2 separate regions of the Sparus aurata genome follow, and region 1 is linked to region 2. A link is a contact called in public Hi-C data. All regions are on one chromosome and are shown on one strand. The core of a region is the stretch at or near the end of the contact, and the rest is flanking DNA. Distances in the headings are between cores, read along the strand shown.

Region 1 (4,247 bases), core at 1,058-3,557, 220 kb after region 2:
ACCCCTGCATTCAGCTACATGTGATACTTGAGCTGCTTACAATACATGACACCAGCAGTCACGAGCTCAGTACCATTGTTTCAAGTCACCATTTAAGATTGGGACATTTGCAGTAAAGTGACTGGTTCTCATTGAGCTAGATGTTTGTAATTGTATTCTATGGGACAGTAAAAATGGACTTAAAGGTTAAAATATTATTTTCATTAAACTGGACGATAGATATGCTCGTCAGATAAATGAGAATCAACCAATACTTGAATTCTGTCTTCTGTTTTTTCAGGATTCAGCGCTCCCTCCATCGAGGACTCGATGGCGATGGTCGGCGTGGCACTAGTGCTCTACGGTCTCATCAAGTTCGTCTCTTGGACCGTCACCAGCTCAGGTAGCAAATATTCCAGAAACATTGTAAACTGACAGTAATAATAATTATTTACTTTGCTGCACCAATTCAATAATTTGAAGATACAAGAAGACTTGGTGCTATCTTGATACAACAAAACTAAAACATACTGAAATAGATTTGGCATTATTGAATTAAAGTTAAAATAATACAGTATACAAGACAGCGTATGGGATGAATGTTGTTGATGCGGTAATATATTTTAATTTGATTTCTGTTAGTGACTTTTTGTCTTTTATGTTACTGTACATAGGCTCAGATGAGGCTGCTACAAAAGACAAGGTGAGGCCACTTTTTCAAACACTGATGCACAAAAAGTATAATTCTGATTGTCTTTACATAAGTGTGCTACTTGTATGTATGTTACAACCTTGGAGCTGCTCCTGGGTGTTTTCCATGTCTCCTCTGAATATTAACTTTCAACTTCTTCCACTTACAGAAAGACAAGTAAAGAAGATTGAAGTCAACTGCTGGAAGTGCGATACTGATCCAACAAACCTTTCTGTTTTGATATCTTGGATGGGGTTCAAAAGTGATTGTCCACCTATTCATCCAGAAAGCTTTGTCTTTTTTTAAAAACCTAAAGCGTTTTTGTTTTTTTCATAGATTGAGAGAAAAGCTTGCTTGGGATATTCAATGCTGTGTCAGTTGTTAATTTTTTTTTACTATTTTGCACTTACATAAATAATGTTTGGGGATAGATTTACTGTTGTGCTTGGGTACCAGTGATAATTTTCTGAAAAGGGTTTCTGCTCAGTCTAAACATGTGTGTTGTCATATTTCTTTAATCTCCTACTTTAAAGTGATATAGCTGTTATATCATATTGGCCTCCCACTGTTTAAATACTATTTCTTGTTACGTACACTGGAAAAGAGTCAGGAACTTGGAGGAAAGTTAAATTATGATATAAGGCAAACATTTTGTGTAAATAACCGAGGAAAGTAAAGTTAGAATCAGACTAAACTGTCCAAACCCACAAACAGAATTTTTGTAAATACAGAGATTATAATGTGTGTATATTGTGACTTTCTGTGTTAGATTTTTTTTTATAGTGGTATGACGCTCCAACAGCCTGGGCTAATGCAGAAATTAAATGTGAAGGAAATGGTACAAACAGGGCACAAAAATCTACTGAAGGTTAAATTCCAAATTTATATCAAGTTTAAAGATCACAAGTGAAGTCTGGATTTTAAGTGTAATAAACACATTTATTAAAACATGCTGCTCCCAGTCTCCTGTTTATCCATGGTTGTGTCTCTTCAAACATGCTGGTATGACACATTGTTTACACAAAACATGGAAATGCTGACGTGTATATTATGATAGCCAAATGTGGAAAAGTACAAAGAAATAAATATAAGCCCTTCATAATGACCTTCAGAATACTGCAAAGTTTGATTGGTAAAATACAAACTGACTATGCTGGTTTAAACATTTAAGTAAAATCTAATTTTTAAACCCAATAAATTGACATCAATGAGAACGTGCGACTTCCGTTGTCTTTTTCAGAATAAAAGTACGTTGCGCTTGAGCAGTTTTGTTTTTGAATTTTAAGACCTAGATTCCTTATAGATACAAATTAACAAAATGTTATTTAAAGCAGATGTGTTTTTACCCATCCACACACCAGATATTCGTGATGTATGAGATGAATTGATAAAACAAAATTGTTGTGAAAATGGTATGAAGTGCATGAAATCGGCGTTTGATACATTTGTTTATTTATGTAATTCATAGATTTCAATTTAATCTCTGAATTGTAAATTTCATCTGTAGAAAAACAACTTTAACATTGATTTTGAAGAAGAAGAAGAAGAAGAAGAAGAAGAAGAAGAAGAAGAAGCCGACAGCCAACAGACAACCAATAGCTAACGACATTACTAACCGTGCAACCACCTATGAACCAATCAGAGGCCTTGATGTTGATACGACTTGAGCGGGTACACTTTCGATCTCGACTCGACACCATAGCCAAGTTGACGAGCATTGTTTTGGTAAACAGAAAGTCTGCGGGATTAAAAACACGCGTTTCAAGTTTGTCGCGTTTGTCTAACAAGCGATGTAACATAAAAAACAGCATGTGGGCTTTTCTGCGGGCTCGTTGTTTTTGTACTTCGCTCACTTTCTAATCACAAAGCTAACTAGCTACATTCTGCCCAATGCTAATGTTCGCTAACTCGAGCACAGAATTGTAAATATGCGTCGCGGTGGATCGTTATCATCTTTTGTTGTCACGTCTCAAAGGCCATAAACAAGAGGTCGGTATGTGTGAATGTGTGGAATGTGTGACAGTTGAAAGTTTCCTGTTCATACGAGAGCTTTTGTGTCATTCCCATGTGTCATGTAGCTTACTGTGTTAACAAGCTAAGATCACATCTGTTCGGCTTCAGTTAAAGTGTTCGGAAGCGGCCGTTGCTGCCTGACTGTTCATTTTATTTCTCAATCCATGAATATAAGGCTCATGTTTAATGGCAGCTTTGCTTGCACATGAATGAAGGCTCGATGTTAGAGCACCATGGCAAAATTCGCGAATAAATAGCCATGTTTCTGTGTGGTGACGCGCACTATGGTTAAATATGAGAAGGTGTTTAATGTTATTGTTTAATTTGAGCTTAAACTTGTAACTTATCATTTGATTGTGTGAAAAACGGAACAGTATCATGAGTGACAGAGTCGGGGCCAGTCTGAACGGAAATTTACACAAACCTACTATGCATTTGTTTTTATGAAAACAAGGGAACATTATGAATGTCACCTTTGATTATTCCTAATCGTTGTACTATAAAATTACTTATCACACAACTGAAGTCAGGGTTGTCCTAATCAGGATTCCATATAACCTTTCAACAAACCTCTCAACGTAACATGTTTGTTAAAATTCATTTTATTTTGTATTGTGGAAACCTTTCATATTGAAATTACATTTGGTGACGTCAGACTTTATTGAACATGATGTGTCATATCACGTGAGAGTTATTTTTGTTATGCAAGTCTTCTGTCCCTGTTTGCTGCTCCGATCACTGGTACTGTAATAGTGCAAAAACATGTGCTTCAAAAGACAAGCAGCTGCTGGTTTCAACAGGTTTCACAAACAAAAGCAGGCTCGCTAATAGTTATTCTAACTATATTACTGTTGGTAATGAACATTTCACACCACGTTCTACCCTGTTTTGCCTGTTGACCTTCCTTAAAGTGGAAACAAAATATCGTCACTCCTCACGTTCCACCAGAACAGTGTAAATTTCATTATGAAGTTGTCCTGATCAGTATTCTTACTTTCTGTGTTTTCTGAAAGCAGAATTACCAACATTTTGGATGGCGGTGGCTCCCGCCTCGATGGCAGATAAGATCATAGTCCTTGATGATGATGATGAAGAGGAGAGTCCTCAGCCCTCCTGTTCCGCCTCCAAGTCGTCCTCTCAGCAGCGAGCAAAATATGTGTCGCCGCTCAAAGCTCAGCAGCCTGTCCCGACCCACATTACCCAGTCACCTTTCGCCTCAGCGAAGAAAAACGCACATGTTCTTCAGGCAGAGAATCAGAGGTTGTTCGCTGAGGTGAGTTTACACATATGTTTTAATATCTGTTCTAACTGTTTTGCTGTCGTAATTATAACTACATTGACAGTACACTGGCTGTAGACTGGAAAAACTTGATAACAATATGTTGTTGCTATTATTTTCTTCTTCCTTCCTCGCTCTGTGCCCTTCCTCGGTCACCTTGCCTTCTCTTCCTTCCTGTTTTCTTTTTTCCATCTTTACAGTTTGTGGAGCACTGCTCAGCTCTCACCCAGGACTGCCCCGAGGTCTTGACCTTCCTCCAAACGAAGCACTCCAAGGCCTCCCCTG
Region 2 (4,124 bases), core at 1,050-3,549:
GCATACCTTCAGGTTGACCTGGATGACTTTGTCAAACTGGTCCTCCTCCATGTTGAGCAGGAAGTCGTCCTGTGTGATGCCTGCTGCGTTCACACACACCGAGGGAGGCTGAAAGTAACGAGTCTGCAGAAGGAGAGGAGATTCACTGTGAACAGAACACACGGAGAGGAACAAAGAGGACATGTAACAGCCCCGCAGCACTCTGACGAGTATTCAACAGAGAAGAAATGTGTATTTCTCTGAATACTTTGCACATTATGACAGTAATGGACAGAGTGTGTGTGTGTTGGGATGTTTTCTATCTGTACCACACACACACACACACCTGTATACTCGCGACCAGCTTCTTCACGCTCTCTTTTGACGACACGTCCACCACAGCCGCCATGTGACCCTGTCCTCTGAGGTCACTCGACAGACTCCCCAGCGTCTCATTGGCCGACTCCTCGCTGATGTCAGCGACCACCACGGAGGCGCCCTCAGAGGCGAAGCGCTGACACACCGACCGTCCGATCCCACTGCCTCCTCCTGGTGGGGACAAAAAGCATGAAGTCTCACCTGAGCAGGACTGCATTAACATCATGAGTGTTAGTTTCAAAGGGAAATCTATACTGCGTGTACTGCACTGTATACTGTTATTAAGTGAATGGACCTTTTGCATCCCAAAGAGAACAAGCTTCCAATGTTTAATGTAGAGACTAATGAGACTTTATCACCTAAATTAGAGATGAAATTACCACAATGAATGAATCAGCTGGTCAACTGTAACAATGAACAAGATGTTCTCAGAGGAAAACAAGGTGCCAGAACACTGTTAGCCAGACAGGTGGCAGAGTCCGCCACATATCAACAAAGAGAAATAGTATGAAAGTGTTTTGTCAGTTTTTTATTCAGTCATGAAAACAAATACAGTTTCTTTATTTAGTTTGTTTGAGCATACAACTTTTTTTTTTTTTTTTTTTTTTTTTTTTTTTAATGAAAGGTTAGAATTTCTTCCCAAAACTACAGAATGCACCTTTGAGAAAAAGTTCTGAAGATTTGCGTCTCTCTATTTGAAATGACTGTAGAGTGAATATCTTTGGGTTTTGGACTTTTAATTGTCCACAACAAGACATTTGAAGATTTAAACTCAGGAACTCTTTACACTTTGTTTCACTGTGTTCACAAGAAACAGACAACATTTTTCATCCAAGATAAGTTTTACATTAATACTCCGCTCAGATTTATCAGAGCCAGGTGCTTCTATCTTTCAATGTCACAGATTAGGACTCTAAAACTAGTTATTAAAGTTGATAGAAAAACGTATCGTAGTTGACGAACTTCACCAAACGTCCGCAGAGTTGCTCAAGATCCAAAGTCCGTCGTACTCTGCTAGCTAACGTTAGCATGTTTAACACGGAGACTGAGACGTTGAAGAAACAACGTGGAAAGAGAAGCTGCATCCCGGACGTGTTTCCTTATTTATCTGATTATACACACTGAATAATAAATGGTTATAAACTTACCAGTGACCAGCGTCAACCTTGATATGAGCCGTGTGGCAGCCGCCATGATGGTTTGATTATTCCCGGTGTTGTTGTAGTTCTCTGTTTGTCCACCAGAGGGCGCCAGAAAACCAGGATTGGACATGATTTACAGTGGCTGTGAGCTAGATTAAAACCAATGGAAGTTACAACTATATTTATTAAACGAGTACTGTTTCATTAGCTCTATAATCTGGGTTTATATATCTGAAGATTAGCCCCAGTTTGTTGCATCTTGTTGTGTCTTTACATTTTGACTCGCATGAGAACTTGGGCTATGAGTTAACTAGCAAAAACCTAAACTATAAGTTAGCTTAGCGTCTGTAAAACGGTGGTCAATGATCGTGAGCATCACAACCCCCAAAAATGACTCGTTTCACTATCATAATTTAAGCCATTATGTCCAATAACATCTGGAAAGTCTAGAAGAGCCGCAAGACTACATTTTATTTTTCACCCTTCAAGCTAGCCGGGCGCTTAACCGCAAGTTAGCCGGCACCGTCGGTGATCGTAATCGCGTCATCACTTCGCGACGCGGAATTTAGCGGGCTTACCCGGGCATTACGTTTAGGACAAAACCGAGGAAAGCAGAGGTGAAAGAGACCCGTGTCTACTGCAGAGTGATCTTAGCGGCATGATACGAACGTGACAATAACTGCTGTAACATTCAGATTATCAGTTTAAGTTCCTGTCTAAGCACTGTAAATGTTTTATTTTGAAAGGATAACCGGAAAACGTACCGTGTAATTGTGTCTGCCTTGACGCTGTAGAAGTAGTTCTACCGTTTGGCCGCTAGAGGGCATAAAAACACCCGACTTATAATGTGATTAATTGTGAATGTCAAAATGATTAACTTGCAGGTTAATTGACAAACATTATAGCGTTTTCAAATGCCGGCAGGGTTGAGCTTACTTACCTCCTTACAGGACAAACTTGAAGTAACAGATATTATGCCTTGAATTCTGGGTTTAAATAGCCATGATTTCCCAGTTTGAGGCCTCTCATTTTATCATTACATCACTGTGTGAAGTTCAGCGCTGTGAAGGTAGCAGAGTAGTTTTACTGTTTGACCACTAGAATCATAACAGCTGTGACCAACCTAAATTACTGTCAGGAAGCCTCATCTGGCGTCTGTCATTTATAACAGTTTCATAGTGAAAGTGCTCACCGGAAGTAATGCAGTGTAACTGTCTCTACCTTGACACTGGCCGGGCGGTGTAGTTCGGCTGTTTGACCACAAAAGGGCAGAAACCCCCCGATTATAATTTATGTACATTGCCTTGTCAATGCTATTAAAACGGCAGATAAGAATTTAAATAATGAATGACTGTTATAACTATGAAAACGGCAGATTAATAACTAAACATTATAGCATTTTCTCATCTGTTTTCTAACTTCCCAGGATGGCTGTGTTGTGCATTTTTTTTTACTTCCTTACTGTACAAACGTACAGGAGTAGTAATTTAACTAGTAAGCAGGCTATCAATCAATATCCCAGAAAAAAATAAAGCTGGGCCTGAAATTGCAGGTGTTACTAGCTAGATTTACCCAGTTTGTTGGCTCTCATGTTATTATTACATTGTGACTCATGTGAAAGGTAAAACCTTGAGCTGGGATTAAGTTAGCTAACAAAAGCCAAATGAGAGGTTAGCTGTCTTGATGGAGTAAAGTGAGAAGAAATAACTTCCTGGCAGCTTTTCTTTATTTATCCATCTGTGAACTGTAACATTGTGTGATAAAATGTTGACATAAATCTCAAGTATTTCCATGGTAAAAGTTTTATTGTGAAGAGGCTCATCGAAAGGAAAAACAAAATTCCTTTGTAGACAGAAAAACATTTTGTGTGTGGAACAGAGTGAAAAAAATATTTTTTCAGAAGGAACAATTGTTTTTTCCTGAAAAAAATATTTTTCAACAGAGACAAATTTCCGCTTTCACTCAGAACTCAGAAAATGGATCGCCAAAAAACAAACAAACTTAGGCTATGATTTAAGGAGAAAAAGCTAAACCAATAGTTGTCTATCTTGTAGAATAATAAATACCTTTATGGCAGCTTTTCTGTAGTTATCTATTTGTCCATCTGTGTACTGTGACACGATGTATGATAAAATGTAATCATGAATGAAGTTTTATTGTGAAAGTGCTCACCGGAAGTGTCACAGTGTAATTGTGTCTGTCTTGACTATGGAGCTGAGAGCAGTTGCACCGTGTGACCACTAGAGGGCAGAAATCCTGTTTAACATGTAAATACAACATAAACCGTCAAAACTCTCATCACGGCAGCTTAATTAACAAACATTTTATTTTTTAGAGTTTTTATAGTATCCAACTTTCTATGAAGGCTGTGTTTTGCACTTATTTACTTAATAACACCCCTTCTTCATGGATTAGTAACTTGGGTGAACCAGTATTTGATCCTGGGAAAGTACCTGAAAGTCCCAAAGCACCGAACATCTCAGTGTATTATTAGAAAATGACATCACCAATGTGGTGCCCTGGTCTTTTTTTATATTCAGTTTTATGTTTTAAATATATTTTCATATTCTTATTTTTTTTTTTAATTATAATCAGGTATTATTTTATGTCTTCAGAAGAACTGTC

Evidence for each region. A called contact is a pair of places that touch in the nucleus more often than the background predicts.
Region 1: a contact with region 2 is called in a Hi-C map of an unstated tissue, with 8 times the contacts expected there. The contact joins the promoter of daxx here to the promoter of hsd17b8 in region 2. A contact is called at or near these places in 2 of 2 Hi-C or Micro-C datasets (skeletal muscle and an unstated tissue).

The regions. Positions count from the first base shown.
Region 1 is chr3:5,858,740-5,862,986 of fSpaAur1.1, forward strand. It overlaps daxx (death-domain associated protein), which reads left to right and starts at 2,308. Exons shown (of 11, transcript XM_030412849.1): 1 at 2,308-2,659; 2 at 3,700-3,956; 3 at 4,163-4,247. The coding sequence starts at 3,717. It overlaps tapbp.1 (TAP binding protein (tapasin), tandem duplicate 1), which reads left to right. Exons shown (of 8, transcript XM_030409565.1): 6 at 281-382; 7 at 654-682; 8 at 840-1,620. The coding sequence ends at 851.
Region 2 is chr3:5,638,161-5,642,284 of fSpaAur1.1, forward strand. hsd17b8 (hydroxysteroid (17-beta) dehydrogenase 8) reads right to left here and starts at 2,300. Exons shown (of 9, transcript XM_030412450.1): 1 at 1,506-2,300; 2 at 326-528; 3 at 7-123. The coding sequence starts at 1,629.